Linked DNA regions of Mus musculus: region 1 is linked to region 2. Evidence: chromatin contacts called from public Hi-C data. All regions are on one chromosome and are shown on one strand. Each heading gives the region's core, a stretch centred on a gene start, on an enhancer-like site or on the middle of the called end of the contact. The rest is flanking DNA. Distances are from core to core; before and after follow the strand shown.

Region 1 (5,217 bases), core at 1,529-4,028, 42 kb before region 2:
AACCAATCAGATGTGAGACATGCAAATGAGGCGTAGTGCATAACCAATCCAGGTGTAAGACACGCCTCTCCTAGGCCTATAAAAGCAGCACCAGTTCTGGGCTCGGGGTCTTTTCGCCTCTACAATCAAGCTCTCCCAATAAACGTGTGCAGAAGGATCCTGTTGCAGCGTCGTTCTTCCTGGCCAGTCGAGCGCGCACAAGAAACCTGGTCTACAAAATGAGTTCCAGGACAGCTAGGCCAGCCTGTGCTACCCAAAAGATTCAATCACAAAGAGAACAAGCCACAGCTGGAAGGATGTCCCAATGGTTAAAAGAATGCACTGCCCTTCCTTAAAGAGGACCGGAGTTCAGATCCCAGCACCCATACAGAGTGGCTTACACCAGCTCCAAAGGATCTGACGCCTCTGGCTTCCTCTGGCATTCGCACAGATCAGACTTATGGTTAAAAACAATAAAAAATAAATCTCAAAGGAAGTTCAGCTGGGCCTTCAATCCCATAACCCTGGGAGGCAGAGGCAGGTGGATCTCTGTGAATTCGAGGCCAGGCTGGGCTACAGAGTGAGCACCATGACAGCCAGGGCTGTACAGAGAAACCTTGTCTCGAAAAACCAAACAAACAAACAAAACCCTTCAAAAAAAATTAATTCCCCATATTTAGCTCCATTACAGTGATGTAGCCATGCAACGCAGGACAGTTTCCATGTGTCTCCCTTTGCCTACACAGCCCTTACAGTGACCCCTTACACACATGCACACACCCTCAGGCCTGAGCTGCAGATGAGAGCTGAGATGCAGAGTGGAGATGCAGCTGTTTATGGTCCCTGAGCTAGCAGGTGTCACTGATGAGACAAGACCCAGGTACACACATGCCACTCCTCTAGATCTCAGCTAGCTGGGAGGAGAGGAAAGGCCGATACAGAAGGGTTTGAGGGGCTCGCAAGCCTCCTCCACATGCCAGGGCCCCTCAAGTTCCCTGGGCTCAGGGACCCCTCCTCTTTTCTCCAATAAGAACTCCTGTGCAGTTAAGCACCAGAGAACTCAGTGAACGAACTGGCAAAGAAGAGCTGGAGAGAGTAGAGAACAGGCCGGCAGGTGAGGTGCACTGAGAATAAATCTAGACCCGGCTTGATAGGTGGTTATGTGTTGCTGGGTTGTTTACCCAGCTGCTTCAAACCTCTGTTTGCTAGCATGTAAAAGAGCACCCCCCTCTCTCTGTCCTAGTTTGCTTCCTGATGCTGTGATAAACACAAGAGCAAAACCAGCTTTGGGGAGGGAAGGGTTTGGCTCACTGGTTACAATATGCCCCAGGACTTATCGATCAGGGCCACAATTCAGGTTCAGGAGCTGAACTATGACATCGAGTGAATATCCTACAGGGTTTTAATGCCTAAAATCCACAAACATCTGTACCAAGTTATTCCACCAATCTAGATTTAGGTATAGGGGATTCTTAAAAATAAAAAAAAAATTAATTATTTATTTTATGTAAATGAGTACACTGTAATTGTCTTCAGACACACCAGAAGAGGGCATTAGATCCCATTACAGATGGTTCTGAGCCACCATGTGGTTGCTGGGAATTGAACTCAGGACCTCTGGAAGAGCAGTCAGTACTCTTAACCACTGAGCCATCTCTCCAGTACCAGGCAATTTTTTAAAGGAACTTGTCTTTGTTGTATACTTATCCTGCTCCTATTAGTTGAGGTATTCAGTCCATCATTGAAAGAAACAAGCAGGAACTAAAATAGAGTTCCCAAGTTTGCCTTCTCACACAAGCCAGGACCGCCTGCCCGGCGGCGTGGGGTGGGGGGTTGGGGGGGGTGGCAATGGCCACAGTGGGCGGAGCCTCTCACATCAATTATTAATCAAGAAAATGCCTCACACACTTGCTCATGGGCCAGGCTCGTGGACCCAATCCTTCAGTTGACATTCCCTCTCCTAGATGACTCTAGTTTGTGTCCAGTTGATACAAACTAACCAGAACAACACCCTAGAGCAGTGATTCTCAACCTGTGAGTCTGACCCCTTTGAGGTCGCATATCAAACTTTCACATTATACAACAGTACAAAATGGCAGTTATGATGTAGCAATGAAACAGTATTATGGTTGGGGTTCACCACAACCTGAGGAACTGTACTAAAAGGTCTCGGCACTAAGAAAATTGAGAACCCAGCCCTACAAGGTTACCAAGTCACGTGACAAGAGTGAGGGAAGGCCCTCCTCCAGCGCCAAATCTGCCTGGATGCTGCCATGCTGCCTGCCTGATGATACCTGAACCTCTGAACCTGTAAGCCAGCCCCAATGAAATGCCGTGCTTTAAAAGAGTTGCTTTAATCATGGTGTCTTTTTACAGCAATGGAAACCCTAAGACATCTGTCTTCTAGGCAGCTAGAAGGGTCTCAAAGCCCAGCCCTACAGTGACACACTTCCTCCAGCAAGGCCACACCTCCTAATAGTGCCACTCCCTGGGCCAAGTATGTTCAAACTGCCACACCTGGCATGCACAAAGCCCCGGATTTGATCCACCAGCACTGCACGGCGACACATGCCTATAATCTCAGCACTCGGGAGGCGGAGGCAGGAGGATCAGAAGTTCAAGTTCATTCCTTTTTAAAAAGCAAGTTCACCACCATCATCTTGGGATAGATGAGCCCCTGTCTCTAAAACATAAAAACAAAACTACAGATGCACAAATTCTTCACTGTGTGTTACAAATGCTACAGAAAGACCACATCACCATGCCTGCTGCTGTGTAAGTCCTAAGGGATGTTGTGTTCATTTGGGCAAGCTTCTGGGGCCCATACTGCACTGTCCAGTTAGGCCTAGAGGTGGGATTCGGGGAGAACAGAGCAAAGATGAATTCTCATGGAAGACTGAAGTGCTGAGTGGTAACATTTGCCAGGCAGGAAGAGAGGAGCCAACACGGGGCTGATAAAAGCTGCTGGCTGGACAGAGCATTCACTCAGCTGGACACCAAGCAACCAAGAGCTAGACTATCACTATAGAAATGTGAGGCCCAGGTAGCCTCAGTGTTTGGTGCAACTGCAGGAGGCTCTGGGGGTAAGGCCAATAAGCCAGCAGGAGGCAGGCTGATGGTTCTGATCTCTGACCATGCTCTGCTCAGAAGTGGAGAAGGTTGTTTCCTGTTAGCCTTGGGAAGGGACTGGGCTCCAGGGAGCCAAGCTGGAGGCCCCAGGTCCACACTACACCAGATGCTGGGAAGTCTAGGGGAACTACTGTAGGCACATCTGCAGTTGGAGATTTGGTTGTCAGTCTTTTTTTTTTTTTTTAAAGATTTATTTATTGGTTATATGTAAGTACACTGTAGCTGTCTTCAGACACTCCAGAAAAGGGAGTCAGATCTCATTACGGATGGTTGTGAGCCACCATATGGTTGCTGGGATTTGAACTCCGGACCTTCGGAAGAGCAGTCGGGTGCTCTTACCCACTGAGCCATCTCACCAGCCCTGGTTGTCAGTCTTAAGAGCTGTTTTGTTTGATTGGTTTTTTTCCCTTCCTTTTAAATGAGAACCTGAAAGAGTCTGTCCACTTATGGTTGGAAATCATCAGATCTGGAAAATTAGAGGTTAACCCTGGATTTCAGTGATGTTCGAATCGCTGGAGCAAAGTGGAGAAACGCCGGAGGCATGTCAGCTAATTTAGACACCAGATGCAGAAGAGAAGTTTTGTTAGAGAGTACAGAGCCTGTCCCTTCCCTCACTGGTCACTGGAACTCCTTTCTCTCTTGAGACTGAGAGTCTAGGACAAGGCTTGATCTGGTATGACCATTGTACCCTCAGGTCTTGTCTGACATTGCTGAAGTTTAAGTCAATAAAATATAGTATGTGAATATCATAAGACACACATACACACAGACACACACACACACAGACACACACAAGCTAGTCATTTGCAACGGTAAAGAAAGTAATTTCCTAAAATATTTAATTTTAGCATTGTAAGTTCATACTATACTTAATTCACTGTTTTATGGTAGTTTTTATTTATTACTCATTTTTTTGTCTTATTTTGGTTTTGTAGTATTTTGAGACACGTTTTTTTCTGCGTAGCAGCCCTAGCTATCCTGGAACTCACTCTATAGACCAGGCTAGCCTCAAACTCACAGAGATCCACCTGCCTCTGCCTTCTGAGTACTGGGATTAAAGGTGTAGCCACCACCCCCTCCCCAATGGCTAATTTACAGTGTCTTAAGTCATCATGTAGTCCCTTGAGGGTGTGGTGCAAAGCAATTCTGATGGACAGAAGGGTAGTAATCATGAACCCTTGTGACACTTCAGTTGATGGTGACACTTCAGTGACACTAGCTTGTGACACTTTTGTTGAGATTCCAGTGGCTTTGAGGGAGACAAAACTGGCTATGGGAAATGTATTTAGAAGCAAAATGTGGATTTTGATTTCACAGTGCCTTGCCAGTTCACCAATGAGCAAGAAAAGGAAAAATCAACCAAAGCAAAGCATGGGGGAGAGTAGCAGGCTGCCCTGCACCTTTGGCCCAGCGAGCCTCCCCTGAGAGACACGCTCGGAGGAAACCTCCCCTGTGTTGGGTATGGGAGACTTGGCGCAGTATATCAGGCAGAGGAGCTCCCTGGGTGATCTGGTCGCCTCCTGATGAGAGAGACCCTGCAGGGCATGGAGAAAACCAGTTGATTGTGAAATGACAAAGAAGCCATCACCTATCAATGTACGCGGGAAACAGTTTCTGTCTCTTTGTGGGGTGGGGAGAATGGGCTAATGTATGTTATCTTTGTCAAAAGCTCAGGGCCAGCTATAGGAATGCCACTGTCACCTCCACCCCTCAAAGATGTCACATGAGACAGCAATCCCAGCATCTGGCTTGTGCAACTTTCTCCTCTGACATCCTCACCAGTTGCCAGGATTCCAAGCCCCATCAGGGAGATGCTATCTTGCTTAGGGAGCTTGTGACACTAGACCTGTCCCCCCAGTTCCACCCATGGGAGTCTGCATAATTTAGCAAACTCCAGAAAGGCCTTCTGCTGCCATGTCAATTTCCTTCTGTTTCTCATCGGGGGCAGGAATTCTATCATTAAAAGGAAAAGTCACTCCTGTGGGGCACACATGCTCTTCTGAAGAGCTCAGGGTGTTGTGGGAGGACAATCAGATCATCGGTCTGAGAGTACACTTCCAGCAGCTGAAGAGATTTGTTGATGGGTAAGTGCTTAGCTTGCAAGCAGAG
Region 2 (5,271 bases), core at 1,500-3,999:
GGGTTAAAGGTGTGCGCCACCACCGCCCGGCTTTAAACTTAACTTTTAATGTATGTTTTGCCTTAACGTGTCAGACACCTTATGTGTGATGCCCATGGAGGCCAGAAGAGGGCACCACTTCCCTGTGACTGGACTTACAGCCTTGTGAGGTGTCCCGTGGGAGCTAAGAACTAAAACTGGTAAGCAGTAAACCATACTTTGCAGGAGCCACAGTGCCTTCTAAACCTCAGTGGTCATCTCTCCAGCCCCTGGGGTTGGTTTTGTTTTTGACACAGTATGCAGTCTGACTAGCCTTTGACTTCTTGACAATGCTGCTGCACTGATCTCTGGGAGCTGGAAATAGACACAAGCTACCACACACAAAAGCTGGAGGCAGTCTTGACTAAGGGTCATAGAAACATCTACTGACAGTCCGCTTGTCATTCTGCTCATTTCCCCTTTATGAGCAAAAATACTGGAAATAAAGCAGTGAGTGAGTCCCAGGCACCTTGGCAGAGTGTGTGGATACTCACCTTTCCTTGGGATCTTTAATGTAAGTGTCAATAAGGAGACTGTACATTTCAGAGTGTATGTTTTCCATGGCAATTTGGAAGCCATAGAAACAGCGGGCCTCTGTAACTTGAACTTCTTGGCTAAATCGCTCCACCTAGTGGTAGTAAAATGAGCCAAAGTTAAATTTGAAGAACTACTGGTTGCTTCACTTTCTCCACACTACCAGTAGAGTGGCCCGGCCTGCTGGGATTGTTCCTAGGCCTGCAGCAACAGTGAAGGGGGAATCTGAGTAAGAGGCCATTTTGGTGTACTTACTGAATTCTATTCTAGGCCAGCCAGGATTACTGTGAGACCTTGCTTCAAAAATGTAAGTAAAACAAAACAAAAAACCCAGGTATATATTTAATACAGTTTAATCCTATATTTTTATTAGTTCTTCATGATTTGCAAGCAAGCTCATTATTTCACGTCATACGCTCAATTTACCAATTAGGAAACACATAACTCCTAGTTTGCCATTTATTTTAACAAAACTATCATGTGCTCCTAACCTCTGTGGCACACACCAGGCCCCACAGGGTTTCTTTTAACACTGTTATTCCCTAATTCTGTTTCAGTTCATTCCAAGGACCCACTTAGAGTTAAGAAGTATACAACCAAAGTCTTATAGAAATCCACAAAAAGTTAAGCATGTAGGTACAAAGAGAAAAACTCACTACTGCTCCTTAGCAGAGGGAAAGACTAACATGATGAACGTTAACATAACATTCATAGCTCTTAAAAAGTTTGTTTTGCTTGTGCTTGCCTGGGAATGGGTCCGTGCATGTATAGGCAAGTGCCCAAGGTCAGAGTTGCCTTGGTGAGAGGAGCTCACCAGCAGATGGGAAGCAGTCCAACAGGGGTAACTCATAACAGAACCTGGGTCTTCCGCCCAAGCAGGAAGTGTGTTAACCAGAGCGGAGACTGGAGTCAGTCATCTATCCCTCCAGCCCCGCTTCAGGGCAAAAGATAGAGAGCCAGGAACCAGTTCTGGATCTAAGTGAATTATGGGTATTTCATGCCAACTCACCAAGTTCTCATTGACTATGCCATCACTCGCTGCAAAGAAAGCCAGAACGTGAGATATAAAATGTCTCTCATCGGGTTTCAGAGCTTCCCAGTGCTGAATATCCTTGGAAAGGTCCACCTGAAGTTTAGAAGTTCACGATTAGCAGGTCTGTAGGTCTCTCTCTCTTTCTCTCTCTCATACACACACACTTTAAAACTGAAGTCCCCCAAACCATCTCATTACCGAATTCTTCACATCCATTATTCCCTTTGTTTCAGGGAACACCCAATATCTCAGTGAGCTACCATTCCCAAGGGCAAAAAGTTGTGACGGCCATGCGGGAGCCTTCTGACACACAGCAAGTCCTGAACGATTACCTCCTCGGCAGTCCAAAAGGAGGCCTCGGCTTTCTTGTACATCTGCCAGATATCATGGTACTCGATGGGAAAGACAACGAAGCGGCGGGGGTTTTCTCTCAGTAACGGCTCATCCTCAACGCTGGGGTTAGTAGGCGCTTTACTTTCCTGTTGGATGAGAGAGAGTGCCAAGTGAACCAACCCCCAAATGCCAACCGAACCGCAGGAAACTGCTAGCCAGTGTCTCATCAGATCGAGTACTTTCAACGATTGGTAATCTCGTGTGCTTAGCTGTCACGCTGCACTCTACTATTACCATAGGCCGACCCGAGTAGGACATTCTGAGGAGACACTTTGGCGGGAAAGAAGAGTCAAATAATTCAGCTGGGACAATGCAGATTTAGCGCCAACGAGCGGGCGCCCTCTACTGGGAGCCTAAGCGACCCACCTCAGCCCCACACGGGCCACTCACCAGCTCGGCGGAGTCCTGGAAGATTCTCCTCGCAGCTTTGCTGGCCAGGACGCGGGTGCTGCTGAGAGTCGGGGGCTGTAGGGGGACACGCGTGGTGAATGGCGGTAGGCACCCTCCACCCTCCCGGGTCCGGGAACCCACGACCTGCCAGTGCACATCCAACCCAGCCGGCACCTGGGCCGCCCTCACCGTGTTCTCCTTGTCAGCCAGGGTGAGTCGCTTCAGCGGCGACAACTGCAGCTGCTGCTGGTCAGCGATGGTGGCGAGCGGGGTGCGGACGGAGAGCATGGCGAACGAGGGCAGCGGCGGAGACGGCGAGGAGCAGGCGAAAACAGCTGGAATCCGGTGCACCGCCGACTGCCAGCGCCCGCGCCCTTTAAAGAGCCACCCAACCGCGCGCTCCGAGGGGGCGTGGCCTCGCCTCCCATTGGACGCCGCTGACCCCGCTCGCCGCCCAGCGCGGGAGATTTGAGTTGCGCCGCAGGCCTTCCGCACAAAGACCTTTAAGGAGCCTGCGCCGGCCGGGTGCGCGGGCGCTCGCGGGGCCGGAACCGGTTAGGATTGCGAGAGCCTTGGGGATTGAGCGCGCAGGGGGTCGCCGGGCGGGCGTTGCCGCTGAGGTTGGTGCCAAGGGTGGAGTGACGCTGCTGGCCTCTGGGACACGTCGCCTTGACTGTCTTCATGTCCCAAGTAGAGGGGTGCGGGGGACCCTGGTTTCTTAAAGAGATTCGGGGTCCCGAGCAATCGCACCGGCCTTGTGGGATTAAGGGGGTCCTCAAACTAGGGTTCCCTAAAAAGCTGTCTTCAAACTCATGAAGGGGTACGGATGCAGCCTTGGGTTCCTTTTCTACCCTGCCCCTCCTGTCAGACCCCTGTCCCCTCTGTCCCAATTAGTTTAAAAGCTGCCAGACGATTACAAATTCCAGGAAGCTCACAGGATGGTGACGAGTCATACATTCATTTTACGACTCTGGGCGTCCAGTAGTCTAAAGACGAATCTGCAAATTCCTGTGGTGAGGGTGGAGACAAGAACTCAAGTTTCCATCTTTCTGATTTGCCCTACGGGGTCCAAGATACCAGAGATAAAGCGCTGAGATGGGACACTGAGATCCCGGGGAAAAACGTGGAACCTGGGAAGGCTCCACTGACTCTCCCAGGTCAAATATTTTAAAAGAGGACGAGGGGAGGCTCCCCTCTGCTTGTGTCCTAAGTTCTCTCACTGTAGATGCTGTAAAAAATCTCTGAACACCATGTGGCAGCTCAAAGTTAAAGCAGGCGGCATCCACCGCTGCACAATTTATTGATGCTGGGGACAAAACCCAGGACTTCTTCCATGCTAAGCTAACTGGGCCATATCGATAAATATTTTAAATCACCTCTAGCAAAATTGTCAGTTCTTTTTTTTAACATATAATTTCTAATTCACATTCCATTCCTCCGTTATCCGAGGGGTTTGCCTTTGGCTCCTCTAGCTCCTGGTGTACTCAGTACAAATGAGGTCTGGCTACTAAAATAACACTCGACCACTGAGGGAAGGAGAAGGTCGCCGCCATTCTCTTCTCCCTGCTCACAACCTCCTCCAAACGCCTCTTCCTCCCGCCAAGCAGGCTGAGCTTAGTGGGCAGCCCCGCCTAGGTTCCCCTGTACCGGGACCTGTCAGGAGCTGAGCGCTTTTGCTTCTGGCGCGGTTTTTAACCTCTGCTCTGTGATTGGTTGGTTCAACTTCAAGATTCCCAGCCCCACCGGCCCGCGCGCGCTGCGGTCACTCAAGGGCAAGTCCGCTTTCAGGTGACCTTAGATGTGGAAACCGAGTCCCCGCAGGCATCCAGCGTTTCCCCGCCAAATCCTCTCAGCTGTCAGCACTCACAGTCCCTGTACAGCTTGATCATCATATACATGTTTAATCCAGATGGAAAGGGAAAACGGGTATTTTTAGGCCTGTTTTATAGGTAACTGAAGTAAAGGCCTGAGGGACCTGGAAACTACCCAAGGTCCCACAACTTTAGACCCTTGCTAACTCCTTTTCTTTCTTCTTTTTAAATTAATTTTGTGTGAGACGAGGGTGTAGTGCGAAGGTCAGAGGCCCACTTATGGAAGTTGGTTCTCTTGTATTCTGTGGGGTCACAGGGGTGGAATTTATGAGGTTAGGGTTGGCTGCTGAGACATCTTGTCAGACACTCGCACCTTTTTATTAGTAATGTTCCCAACATACGGAAAAACCGAGCAGGGCATGATGGCCCTGGTCTTTAATCTTAGCATCTGTGAGGCAGAAGCTGGCAGATCTTTTGAGTTTGAGGCCACCCTGGTCTATATAAATGAGTTCCAGGACAGCCAGGACTACATATATCCCAAAAAATATAAAAAAGAAAGCAAGGAAAAGAGAACTCCCCAGGGTTCGCCCACCAGTGTCCATTTGCTGTCTCCAACTTGCAGTTGCTTCACTCCCTTCTACACATGTGCGAAATTCATTGCTTTCTTCCCAGTACTTGAAAGTGACCTGTGCCCGAGGTGGTGGCACTTGCTCTTAATCCCAGCAATTAGGAATGTTCCCAGCGTACAGAAAGAGTAAACAGCAGGCGCCACGCCTCTCGACTCAGCACTAGCAGGCAGAAGCAAGTCATGATTTGGAGGCCAGCCTGGTCTACATAGTGAGCTCCAGGTCATCTGAGGCTGTATAATGAGACTTGGCCTCCAAATAAATCAATAAATAAGAAAGAATTTAGGAAGCAGAATAGTTGGCTTGGGTAGTTGAGAAAAACTTGCTCCCTCAAAGGTTCCTATCACCCACTTGATGGCTCACAACCATCCAAAATTGTAGTTCCAGGAGACCCAACATCATTTTCCTAGGGCACCACCACACATTATTAAGATAACGATCCATGGCCAGAGTGACTAACAGTCCA

Evidence for each region. Hi-C and Micro-C count contacts between places; a contact is called where the count stands out from the background.
Region 1: a Hi-C map of 8-cell embryo shows a contact between it and region 2, with 2.1 times the contacts expected there. The contact joins the enhancer-like site here to the promoter of Rrm2 in region 2. A contact is called at or near these places in 5 of 39 promoter capture datasets (the 3T3-L1 cell line, embryonic stem cells, macrophages and 1 more), 1 of 15 datasets of contacts at CTCF or cohesin (the G1E-ER4 cell line), 24 of 484 Hi-C or Micro-C datasets (8-cell embryo, the AML12 cell line, the C10 cell line and 12 more), 3 of 115 datasets of contacts at active chromatin or transcription factors (the SCID.adh cell line, embryonic stem cells and memory CD8 T cells) and 2 of 9 other capture datasets (adipose tissue and pancreatic islet).

What each region holds. Positions count from the first base shown.
Region 1 is chr12:24,747,967-24,753,183 of GRCm38.p6, reverse strand. No RefSeq gene overlaps it. Among named protein-coding and RNA genes, the nearest start is that of Gm26211, 28 kb to the left of the region's middle. Within about 2 kb of position 2,778, at least 5 of the 459 cell types and tissues checked have an H3K27ac peak or open chromatin away from gene starts, as enhancers often do. A contact at or near this core is called in 8-cell embryo and morula, where this site is marked.
Region 2 is chr12:24,705,732-24,711,002 of GRCm38.p6, reverse strand. Rrm2 (ribonucleotide reductase M2) reads right to left here and starts at 2,749. Exons shown (of 10, transcript NM_009104.2): 1 at 2,558-2,749; 2 at 2,369-2,443; 3 at 1,918-2,064; 4 at 1,562-1,678; 5 at 513-646. The coding sequence starts at 2,656.